Regions from separate parts of the Ovis aries genome. Here region 1 is linked to region 2. A link is a contact called in public Hi-C data. All regions are on one chromosome and are shown on one strand. Each heading gives the region's core, a stretch centred on a gene start, on an enhancer-like site or on the middle of the called end of the contact. The rest is flanking DNA. Distances are from core to core; before and after follow the strand shown.

Evidence for each region. Hi-C and Micro-C count contacts between places; a contact is called where the count stands out from the background.
Region 1: a Hi-C map of muscle shows a contact between it and region 2, with 7 times the contacts expected there. The contact joins the promoter of PPARGC1B here to the enhancer-like site in region 2. A contact is called at or near these places in 2 of 16 Hi-C or Micro-C datasets (hypothalamus and muscle).

The regions. Positions count from the first base shown.
Region 1 is chr5:58,842,331-58,848,444 of ARS-UI_Ramb_v3.0, forward strand. It overlaps PPARGC1B (PPARG coactivator 1 beta), which reads left to right and starts at 4,124. Exons shown (of 12, transcript XM_027970395.2): 1 at 4,124-4,234. The coding sequence starts at 4,157.
Region 2 is chr5:58,756,683-58,763,113 of ARS-UI_Ramb_v3.0, forward strand. ARHGEF37 (Rho guanine nucleotide exchange factor 37) reads left to right here. Exons shown (of 13, transcript XM_004008962.4): 13 at 1-730. Among named protein-coding and RNA genes, the nearest start is that of ARHGEF37, 58 kb to the left of the region's middle. Within about 2 kb of position 5,174, at least 11 of the 54 cell types and tissues checked have an H3K27ac peak or open chromatin away from gene starts, as enhancers often do. A contact at or near this core is called in muscle, where this site is marked.

The DNA.
Region 1 (6,114 bases), core at 2,874-5,373, 85 kb after region 2:
GTCATTAACAAGGCAGAGGCGAGTGGGTGAAAACCTGCACTTGCAAAACTGGGAAGAGGTCATAGGTGACTCCACAGCTGTTTGGTGCCCCCCACCCGCTGACTTGGGAACCCTTTTCATCATCTGTAGTGTGTAAAAGAGACTGTGATCTGCTAAGTATCCCCTAAATGTCCTGCTGAGTTTATAAGTTGGCCCTACAGGGAGAAGAGGGCAACATAAAGAAATGCTTTGCTTATGCTGGACTTTCTTTTTTTATTCTGACTCCACTGTGTGGCATATGGAACCTCCCCAAACCTGCGCCCCCTGCAGTGGAAGCATGGAGTCATAACTGCTGGATGACCAGGGAAGTCCCATGATAGAATTTCAAGCACTGAAAGCTCTAGTCCCCAGTTCTGAGACCCTCAGCTGACACAGCTGGGTGGTTTCTTCCACAGGCGCAACCATGAGGAGAAGTCTGTCCTGTGAAGATACCTGATCACGATGCGTCCAACCTGGAGCCCCGGCTTCTGTCCCGGCTCTGTCCCGAAGGGGTGTGTAGCTTCGGCCACGTTCTGCTACATGTGCAGTGAAGCCTATGGGTAACATACACTCCACAGTTCTCAAGTTCTACAATTCAATAGGAGACGGAGCCAGCTCTCTAAATTAACAATACAACCTGGGTGACTTCTTAGTTCCTCTTGGCTTGAATCCCTGCCTCCTGGGACTGGAGAAATAGGTGGGAAACAGGTGTGTCAGACTCCCTGGCCTGGGTCAGAGAATCACCAAGTTGTGGGCGGCTGGCAGGAAACTTCAGTGATGATCAAGACTCATGTCCCCTCCCCCATTCACCAGCAAAAATTTACTAAGCAATCGTTCTGAATAGAATGTGGGCAGGGGTGGCAGCTGTTGTGTTCACTGATTTATCCGTGGTTCACATAATCCCAGCTGGCACATAGTGGGTGCTCATCAAATATCTATTGACTGATGGGTAGTTTCCTGCAGCACAGTCATTTAGGGGAGCCTATTAAGTGCAGATTCCTGGGCCCACTGTCGACCTATTGAATTTTAATCTCTGGTGACAGGGACCAGGTATCTGTCATGACTGGAGTCTGGGGTTTACACCGTGCACAGATCTGGCTTCAGATCTCAGCTGTGTCTCTAACTGCTTGGTCTTGGACTAATCATTTCAACCCCTTTTAAGCATTTGTTTCCTCAGTCATAAAATGAATATCACACTGCCAAATACTCAGGGTGTTGAAGTCAATCTGAGATGATAATAAGCTCAGTTGTCTGGCACATGCGCAGAAGAAACTGTTAAGTTTGGGCTGGTACCTATAAACACCCATAATATCTGGGCTACAGGGTTCAGTAGAGGTCGATTTAGCTCAACTCTTTTGTTTTCTACAGGGATGGAAACAGCCTCAGAGAGGGGACGGTGATTGCAGATTATATAGCCCTTTAGGTTTCTTGAGGGCTTTTATGGATCAGAGAATGTGAAGAGGTTGAGGATCTATTGAGTGGCCTTTAATAAAGGAATCCTTGGGATAAGATGTTTTTGTGTGTTTTTTTTTTTTTTTTTTAAGATGTTTTTGTAAAAGAAGTTAGATATCTCAGGTCAGGTGCCTTCTCATCTGAGTCTCTTGCCAACGAGTAGCCCATTCTGAGGACACAGGAATTAGTGAGAAAGGCCCTGTAGCTGGGCAATTAAAGACAAAAGCTTTTGGGTGGTGCTGTTGAGGGCTTCCCTGGGAGGCCCTGTCTGGCACTGCAGCTCTGCCAGGCCAAGGCTGGCGATGGCTAGTCTTGGGGACCCTCAAAGAATGGCCTCTGGGGGATAAGGGGCATAACACCAATCAGAGGTGAGACTGGATCTGGGAGGGACGCTTCTTGGAAACAGCGACCTGGGAGGCTCTGGCTCTGATGTCTACAGGCAGCAGCAAAAAAGCATGGCCTCAGGAGAGCACATCTTTAGTGCTGAAGGTGATGACACCGGTGACCGTGGTGATGATGATGAGTGTGAGAATCAGCACTTCCTCTTTGCAGGCTACAGAACCAAGCAATTAATTTTACATGCATTGTTCCGTTCAGTCTTCTTAAGATCCCTACCTGGTGGAAACAGGCTTAGAGAGGTTAAGTAAACTAGCACAAAGCTAGTGAGCACCAGGATTCAAATTCAGACCTATTGGAGTTCAAGGTAGCCAGCAGCATATAAGCTCTGGAAGAGAGGAAAATAACATTGGTCAGGGCTTCGGGGGACATATATTTCACCCCCATTTTTACAGATGAGGAAACAAAGGACTAGAGAGGTTAGCACTTCTCCCATGAAGTCAGGGACTATACCAAACACTTTGCATATGTTAGCTTCTTGATCATCATAACACCCCTCTTAAGTAAGTAACTCTATGGTCCCCGTTTGTGTAGATGAGAAAACCAAAGCCTGAGAATAAATGACTTGCAGGTGCTTGAAACCAGGCGCTCTGACTAGAGGGCCCACACTCTTAACTCCCTGCGTTGCCCAATATTGGAGTGAGATATAATGGGCTGGACCAGAGCCTGGGACTGCTGACTCCCAGGCTAGAGCTCCAAAGCTCCATGTAGGCTTTCTCTTGGGATCCATTGTTCCTTAAAAGTGCCCTGAACTAAAGCCCAGAGAGTGAAATCACGCCTTCTGGTTCTGGGAACCTCAGACTGGAGAAGGAAGCTCCTGCCCTGGTGTTCAAGTCTGAGCAGGTGTACTGGGGACTCTCCCTGTACTCTCCTTTCCTCCTCCGGCTGGGAGGGAGCCAAGTAGGGTGGGCAGGGTGGGGCAGGCCTTGCTAGCTTGGGGTGGGAGGAGAGCAGGCGGCAGGAGCAATTGGTTGAAATCTTCCCGCCTTTCTGCCTTTACCCAGGCTGTGCCCTCACCTCCCGGCTGGCAAACAGCAGGGCATGATGATGAAAGTTCAAGGCTGGCGTCAGGAGGCCTGGGGGCTCTGGATCTGGCCCTGGCACTCACTCCATGCATACCCTTGACCTTAGGCCGTTTTCTTATCTATGAAATGTGTGGTGATGGTAATGGGAGATCTAAATCCTCTGGGATTTTTAGTTAACACATTACTAAGAACCTACTATGTGCCTGGCACTGGAGACAGTATGTGCAAAAGCAAACTCAGGCCCTGCTTTCTTGGATCTTTAAAGTCTAGAAGGAAGAGGTCTGAAGATCAAATCTTCACTGTAACTACGGTAAAATGGCAACTGTTACCAGTGTTTTAAAGGTCTGCAGAGCTAAGGCAGCAGGGAATGATGGAAGTGGCAGGAGAGGGAGTTGACAGTCCGAGGCGCAGCAGGGAGGGATACAGTAAAGATGTGGTTTACTTGGTGAATGTCCGTGGGCAGGGAACAGTATTCAGTAGTTGGATGGCTTACCCAAGAAATGGGGAGGCCAGGGGCCCAGCAGGCAGCTGGCCACTTCAAGGCACTGTGGCCGTGGTCAGAAAAGGAGTTAAAGTTTTCGGGGGCGAAGTACATAGTGAAGGAAGCCAGAGACAGAGATGGCTAAGAATATGGGTCAACGCATCTTCCAAAGAAAAGATTTTTTTAAAAAAGCTTCCCCCTCCGAGGAGCCTCCCTTGATTTCTCCACCTTTGACCTATGGTATCCCTCCCTCTCTGGCTGCAGCCCAGCGAGACACTCAAGCCTCCAGGGCAGTCAGACCTGGGCTTTGTTTTCCTGTATTAAACTACATCGTGGCTTCAAACGAGGTCCTCTGCCTTCTGAGGCCTCAGTTTCCCCAGCTGTGCCGAAGCAGGTTGTCTCGTAAGGACCCGCCCAGCGCTAACGCAACGTGATTCGGTCGGCAGGAGCAGTGGGCTGCCTGCATTGCTGCGCAGGCATCGGGCTGCTGGCTGAGTACCGTCACCCGGCTGCGGGCGCTCTCCTCCCGGGCCGGGGGCCGCGGGCGAGGATCCCGGCGCCACACATTGCGCAGGAAAGTGGGGGTGCGACCCCCGGCTTGCGCTGGCGTCCTGCGGCCCCGCCCCCGCAGCCAGCGGCCCTGCGGCAGCGGGGGCCTGAGCTCCGCCCTCCCTCCTCCCGCCGGCCGCCCTCCCTCCTCCCGCCTCCCTCACTCGCTCGCTCCCTCCCTCCCCCCGGCCGGCTCGGCGCTGACTCCGCCGCACGCTGCAGCCGCGGCTGGAAGATGGCGGGGAACGACTGCGGCTCGCTGCTGGACGAGGAGCTCTCCTCCTTCTTCCTCAACTATCTCGCGGACACGCAGGTAAGATCAGCAGGGGCCAGGGCCGGGGAGCCAGGGCCGCTGAGCTGCGGGGGCTGCCGCCGCAGCTGCGGAGGCCGGGAGACAGCGGTGGGCGCATTGAGGGGATCGGGGGTTCCAGACTGCAGAGCCCCCTTCCATGCACCCTGCGATGCACTTCTTTCTGGGGACAGGTAGCTGGAGGTCCCCCCACCACGCATGCCGGACCGTTGCGGTCGCTACGGCCTCTGGGGAGGGTCTAGCCTCGGTTGCTTGGAGTCCGGCCCACCCCCATCCCCCCCCCCCACCCCGCCCGCTGAGCTGGGGGGTTCGGTGCTTCCTTGAAGAGGCTGAGCCGCGTCAGGTGTTGGGGACCCTCATGCTGAGTCTGGGTGCAGAAGGCGCGCCCTCAGGCTCCCGGCACTTGCTGCCGTACTTTCACGTGGACTTGTGGCCCCGGCGCAGGCGCCTGTCCCGGTCCCCGGAGTCCCCTGATCCTCCGGTCCTGGGTACCCGGTCTTCTACAGCTAGCCCCCCTGAGGCTCTCCAAAAGCTCCCGCAGCGCGGAGTTTTCTGCCAATTCCCGCTGAAGGCATAGGGGTCTGCAGGGCACGTGGACATGCGGGCGGGGATAGCACCTTCCTGGTTTCGCTACCTGGTGGAGCCCCCGGGGGCGAAAGCCCGGCAGGATGGGGCCGGAGGACTGTCTGGGGGCGCCTGGGTCCCCCTGCAGCGCGCGGCCCCTGGTGCGCGCTCGGCGATGCTGGGGGAAGGGCAGGCGAGGCGGCGAACCCGGCTCAGGCTGCGCCTGGGAGACCCACTGGCGACACGCGCGTGACAGGAGAGGGTGCTCCGTTGGGCCGGGAGGGGCGAGGAAGCTGGTTACTTGGAAACGGGGGCGGAGGGGGGTTGCTGCTGGGATAAACAGCCGGGAAAATGCCCGCACAGGGAGTGCGCGCCCCCTACCCGTTCCCCAGTTTTCCCCACCCCTTGCCTGTTGCAAGCATAAAGTTTGGCCCCATAGTTAGGGTTTTTTCTACGGCCACCCCGGCACGGGTAGCGGGGAGGCTGAGGGTGAAGCCGAGCCGCGAATGAGACCCCGGATGCGGATGCACGCGGGAGGCAGAGGGGCTGCTGGGCTCTACCGGGCGCGGCTTGCTAGGGCTGGTTTGGTACCTGGAGTCTGAGCGCCGGTGCCGGCTTGTTTTGCATAACACTGGAAGGGAGGGGGAGGGGGCGGGATGTGGGAGGGGAGAGAGGGAAACTTTGCTTCTTGTTATATCTGCCTGTCTTTGGGCGGCAGCAGCTGTCATGGGACCGGGTGGGCGGGGAGAGGCTTGCTAGCTGACTCCTTGCCGCGAGATGCGACTTGGAGGGGACGCAACAGCCGAGACGTTCAGCTCTGGGGGACTCTGGGTGGCGAGTCCCGCTGGCTGCTGGAACCGTGCGGCGTGGCGGGGTGTCGCCGAGAGGAAGCCCGCCACGCGTAGAAGAAGGCCGGTCCCTGATCGCTGCGGACGTCCATGCGTCAGGGAGCCGCGGGGCCTCGTGGTTGGTGGCGGGATCGTTTGGGTGGGTTCCGGGCAGGGGCCGCAGGGGCTAGTGGCGTATGATCGCGCTTCTCCAGGCCCGGGGAAAAGTGTGATGAGTGGTCTGTGCGCGGTAGTGTGTATTGGTGTGCACACGCCGCGCGCACCGGGCGCGTACCTTTACCTCTGACGAAACTGCAGCGGAGCTCCAGCGGCAATCACGGGGCGCCGGCACTCGCCCCGGGCCCCTGACTGCTCCGAAGGCCGATCCCAGCCTCGGCACCACCACCGCGCCCACAGCCCTCTAGCCCCCAGCCCTCTAGCCGACAGTATGGGGCCGGGGGGACTGGATACAGAGCGGGCAGAGTTGCTGCT
Region 2 (6,431 bases), core at 3,924-6,423:
GACACAGTGCTGGTCGAGATAGACCTGGGGTCAGAAATGGTCACAGGCTCTAACCTAGGATGTGCCCCATCTGAACTTTGTACTTGCTGAGATGCTTTAAACAGGCAGCGTGAGAGGAGGTTTGAAACAGGACAGCCTGTTCTTTCAGGTCCTAGAATGTATATTTATTAAGTGCCATTAAAAGGGACCTGAACAAAACTGGATGTTCTTGTAGGCAGAAGGGAGAAAACTGAAATATACTTGGTACCAAGTCTATCTCACGAAAGGAAAATAAAAATGTGTTCAGTAACACATGGGTTGTGGTTTTTCATACCAGGGAATGAGATTAAAAGTCACTGAAGGGTAAGGAAATGCACAACTGAGAATATGGAGAATGGCCTGAATTTTCTCCAGAGGACTCGGTGTAACGTACCTTTCCCCTCCAGATGCCTAGAACCGTTGCACTGTCTTATTTATTTCAATGCTGGGCCATCACATATTAGACTCGCAAAGGTATTTGCCTATGACTAGAACAACACTTCCAAGAGTTGAAGACTGATTCATGAGGGTGCCTCTTGCTCCCTGCAATGGAGTTTAACCTTTTGGGCTCCAACCTAGTTTTAGACATGGGAACCAGATTACAACAATATCTCCGTGCTCAAAAAGATGAGCAAATTCTTGGTTAATGTGCTGAGTTCTAGCTTGGTGAATAACTGATGTCAACTACTGGGAATAAAGGTCTTAAAGATGATATGTTGCTGAAATTTGTGTGACTCTAACCATTGGACCTTTGCTCACTAGACACTTGCTGTATATAAAAATGGCACCTCATTTATTCATGTGTTCATTTAATGAGTGTCTACTGCATATCTTCAGTGTCTCCAGGAGTTGGCCTTGGCTGTTGGGGATGCAGTGAGAAGTCTAAGATCGGGGCCCTGCCCTCCCAAAGCTTATACTGATGAAGGAGGCAGGCAAGGCAACAGTTACACACCGTGTTAGTTGTTGATAACAGCTTAGATAACAGGTGCCACCAGAGCCCAGGGGGAGGCCAGCCGCTGACTTAGACTTGGTGGCTCAGGAGGGCTTCCTGAAAGAAGTGATATCCAAGCTGATGGGAAATGGAATAGATGAAGGTGGGAGGGAGGGCATGTGCAAAGGCAGAGATAAGAGCAAGCATGGCTCATCTGGGAACTGAAATGCTGTAAGGCTGAAACACATGCTGTGTGTAGGGGTGGTGGGTGCGGTGGGAGATGGCTTAGTGAGCTGTGCATGGTAAGGAGCTTTGGGGTTTATTGTGAAGGCAGTCAGGGGGCACTAAAGGGTTTCAAGCAGAAGAGTGACACCCGGGATTGTGGTTTAGGATGCAAGTTCTAGTTCATCCCTGGATCTCCCTAAGCATCTGTCACATGCCTCAAGTTATAGATGTTCAATACACATTGCTCAGGTAACACCCAGATGGGATTGGGACACCAAAGCCTGCCTCCAAGTATCTCCCATCCAGCTATAAAGGACATATGAGCATCAAGCAGTTACCTGGTACCACAGGGCAGAATGCTGTCAGCCCCAGAAGTTGTTATGGCCCAGGCTTCTAGATGTTCAGACAAGGAGGAGCTTTGGGGATGCTGAGGGGATCAGGGAGGCTTTCTGGAGGAAGTGGGGCTGGTGCTGGGTTTGTGGATAGGTAGGATTGGGGAGCTGACTGAGCCACCAGGCTTCCCCGGTACCTCAGTGGTAAAGAATCTGCCTGCAATGTGGGGAGACCTGGGTTCGATTCCTGGGTTGGAAGATCCCCTGGAGAAGGGCATGGCTACCCATGCCAGTGTTCTTGCCTGGAGAATTCCATGGACAGAGGATCCTGGCAGGTTACAGTCTATAGGGTCTCAAAGAGTCGGACACAACTAAGTGACTAAGCACACAGGATTGGGGAAGGGGAAAGGGAAGACTTCTCAGGCCCTGGAAAGCAGCATCGTGGTGTAAGTGTCTAGCACTTGGCCTTAACATGTGTAGGCCTTACAAGGGTAAGGGCCTACCTGGCCACAGGCAAGTAGCAAACTTATCTACTACAAGTTTGTGCATGTGAACAAGCTTGATGAGGGTCCCCAGCCTGCCCCTTGGTCTTCTGTTTTTCTTATCAGTAATTTTTGAACTTCCTTTTTCTGAGTCAGGGTGGGCACCTTTCCCATTGAGGGCAATCCAAGACATGGGCTGGAGTGTCCCAGATGTTTTTCTCTTCTGTAAAGTGTGTGCAATTCCTCTTCTCGCAGGGCAAGTGAGAGGATTGAAGGAAACGCTTGTGAACGGTGGTTGATCACAACGGGAGCGTCACTGCTGTGTAGTGAGGGAACTTGTGAACTTGGACCACTAGGTGGCAGCAGGGCTCTATCAGCTGAGATTGGGCCTGGAAGAGCCCCCAGTCAAATTGAATACAGAGGCTGCCAGGCAGGTGGTGCAGATGGGAGGAAGGGCCAGGTGAAAGACCCTAGGGAGTGGCAGGGGCTGTTATGGACCAGCAGGAACACACTCCAGCTGCAGGAGCTTACAGCTGCTCGGCTTCGGTCAGTGTTGCCACATCAGAATGAGGGCCAAGTGGTGCCAGGCATTCTGATTTTTTGAGAGAAATCAAATACCAGGGTTTTGTTTTGTTTTTTGATGTGAACTCTTCTGTGTGGAGATTGTGCAGGTCACAGAAGATCCCCCCCTAGTACATCTTCTGCCAGAGTGTGGGTTGGCTGCCCTGGTGGAGAATCTCCTCTGAAGAATTAGCTTCATGTCTATGTCCTGTGAAAGCCCTACGTGTGTCTCCACTTCACTCACTACTTCATCAGACATTAATTTTCCTTCCTTGGATCTCTGGGGAGCACCGTTCTCTTTTATGCTATTGTGACTATTGTTGTCATCAAACTTCTGTTAGGTTGTGAGCCATATTTTCTGACCATCCATGAGGATCTCCATAGGACCTGTTTCACAAGGTTCTTTTGAGGAATAAATGAGCCAGGACCTGACTCATTAGCACTCAATAAACATACTTATCATTATTATGGGGACGTGAGGGGAGATGACATGACATTTGGAGGAAGGTTTGCAGGGCCTGTCTTTCTCTCAGTATAGGGGCTGGTGACAAGGCCTGGCCACTCCCTTATGTAGATGAAGCCCCCCTGGCTTGTGAGGGCCTCGTGGAAACTAGTTCCAGCCTTTCCCTCAGAGGCTGCTGTTACACCCCAAAGGGATTCTTGGGACTTCCCCTGGTCTGGATCCCTGCTGCTGCATCTGGGTCAGGGTGGGCAGCATTCCCATCCAGGACAATCTCAGTCATGGGCAGGAGTGTCCTAGATTCTCCTGCCTCTCCCCAGTGATAGGACTTTCTGCAGTTCACTGCCTCAGGACAAGTCAGGCAGCGATTCAGGGATTCAGGCGATAATCAGGCATGCAGGCGCACTGAAGCAGGACTCTGCTCATAGGCTTAGGGCCCTTTGCATCCAGAAGCATCTTCTCAGGGTGTTCCCAGGAGACCCAGCAGCTTTGGGGACCAAAGCTCCTTGCTGGAGGTTCCAGTAGCAGATTCAGGAACAAAGAGAGGGGGAGATTAGATTTGTCCTTGCGGGCTCTGATTTATGCTGAGCTCAGGAGCACTAGTGAGTGCTGTTCCGTTAGGACTCAGGCAGCTCCCATGCTTCCAGGCACCTCAGGGTGGTGGTTCTGGGTTCCCTGCCTTGGACCCATGCATCAGGGGTCTGGGCAGCCTTGAGGCCTATGCGTAGGAAGGGAGTTCAGTGGCTGAAGGTTTGGAACAGCCTTGAGCCTCAGAAAAATTGAGGCCAGAGCGGGTGTAGGAGTTGCATCCACCCCTTCTGAGCAGCTCTCATTTCCAGAGGTTAGTCATTTGCTTGCTCACTCTCACATTCATTCCCTGACCAGCTCTGCTGTGTACTAGAGAGAACTACATTTCCCAAGCTCCTCTGACCTCTGATTTTCTGGTATGTTTGGCCAGTGGGAGACACTGGCAGGAAGGAGGAGAGGAGAACTCTAGATATTTCTCCCTCTCTCAGTTTCAGGCTGTATCTCTGCCTTGGCTGGTCTCCTCCATGGTTCCAGGTTCCTTGCCTCTTGGCCTTGGGAAGGCCTGGCTGTGCTTCCAGTTTCTGTCAGATAGCGTCAGATACCGGCATTAGTAACACTGCCGCTTCCCTGCGTTCCTCCAACCTAGAGACTAGAGTGTCTTTTTGCTATTGTTAATCCCTGTGGTGCTTCCAGGGTCTTCTTTAACCTGTGTAACTCCCTCCCCATGTCTCTCTGTTCACAAGTCATAGAGTGGTTCTCTTTCTGACTGGACAGTGACTCTTATGTGGCTTAGTGGCTAAGGGAACAGGGAGGTGGTGGATAGTGGAGCTGGAGCTCCAGATGCCTCTGCCCCTTGGGCTGCCCAGCCTTCAGAGGAGACTGGGAGCATCACCAAGTCTGCTACACCTTCCCTGGGTCAGGGAACAGTCGGGCCCTCCCCACCCAGAGCTCTTGAAAGAGTGTTCAGCTGTAGACAGCAGCTGAGTGGGTCAGGCTCGGGGTCAGTGGCTGTGAGAATCTGCAGATCAACCCTTGTTTGGGGCAGCTGAAGCTGTTCCTACAGGGTCCGGAGAAGCAGACCCAGAGGAGACCCACAGATCACTGTGTGAGAGCAGAGCCAGGCTGCATGCGGGAGGAGGGGATCACCTCCTTCTAGCCATAGGGCCTCGAGTCTGGCCCAGGCTCGGGAGGGGCAGTGAGATAGGAACTGGAGGTGGGGCTTCTGGCCAGGGAAGAGCCTGCTTGTCTTGATTCTGGGGTCTCAGTGATTCTGGGCACATCAGCAGAGTCTCTGGTCTGGGAAAAGGCCAGTGCAGTAATAGCAATCACCGCAGCTTCTGTTCATATCTCAGAGGGCTGTTTGAGGGTGATGTGAGGGAATCCACTTTACCTGATTAATCCAGTGCTGGCACATAGGAAGCTCTCAAGATCTGCAAGCTAAAGAAAAATAAAAACAAAAAAATAACCCCTACAAATCTCAACAGCAACCAGCCTCTGTGGACCTTATTCTATAGGCATTTCATGGAATAGGCTGGTGTCTAGTTTGCAGTGAAACCCAGGCCTCTCCCCTGGAGCGGGGCTGGGGCTGGCAACATAGTCCCAGCTGCCAGGGCCAGGAAGAGGGTCAAGTCAGGTGACAAGTTGTGAGGTTGGGAGATCACTGTGATCCCAGGACACACGCCCCAGAGATATGGGGACAGATAGTAGGTGTCCAGAACTGCAATGGGGCACTTAAGGACAAGTATCACCTCATGTTCAGACAGGAAAGATATCAAGGCCAGGTCAGAGAGTGGGTACCAGTCTTTGGGTTGAAGTTCAAGTACTAGGCCCTGGGGACTTAGCAATCAGGTCCACTAAAATCAGAAACTGGCAGGAGGCAGGATTCAGCACTGGGCACGAGGAACTTCATTTGGAGCCCTAGGGGCCAGAGCTGCTGGAAACTCTCCTATCTGAGGACAGGATTGAACCTAAGGAACAAGATGGGTTGCCTGTAGGTGAGGGGCTGGGATGGAGAGGGTATGGGATGAAGAGGCTGTGGGGGTCAGGAGCCCAGACTTCCCACTGCAAAGCATCCAAATTCAAATCCCGACTCCACACCTACCAGCTGTGTGACCTCATCGAACAAGTTACTTCATCTCCCTAAAACCTCACTTTCCTCTTTGTGGGTAAGCCAGGAAACAGTCCTACCTCAAAGGGCTGTTGGAATGTCGAGACGGGATCTTTCACGGAGGCGTTAGCACTGTGTCATGGAGGCGTTAGCCCTGTGTCTGTGACGTAGGAACGCTGCTTGAATGCTCCTCAAAGACACCGCCAGTTTTTCTGGCTCCCACCCCCTCCAAAGGATTCTTCCCCAGGTTTGCCCACCGTGACCCCCACCCGAGTCTTCTCTGGGCTGACGCTCTGAGTACATTCAGCCTTTGCTCTAACATCTGTGTTTCTGACCCTTCACCACCTCAGGCTCTAAAAAATACCCCTTCACTGCGTAGGCGCTTTCCCAACTGAAAGCAAGTGGATGTCTTAAGAGGCCAAAGGTTGTCCCCCTGGGAACATAACGTGACCATGTCCTCGGATACTCCGTGGTGATTAGAGCTCGCCATCTTGGATTACTTCACCCTGTCAGGAAGCTCCCTCAGAGCCCAGGCAGAGCAGTGGAGATAGCCTTGCTGATACGCCTTTGTGGATATTCTTTCTCCTGATGTTTGTTCCCTGCCATGTTTCTAAATGTTTTTTTCTCCAATTCTTTTTCACCCTTCTCCCACCCCTCTGACATGAGGCAGAGGCATGTACACAACTGGAAAAATCTTAACATCTACCTTCTTCCCCTTTACACTACCCCGCCCCCCACGCCCCCTCCCAAGCCAGAGATTCCAAGGCATGGCACTTCCCCTTAGGAG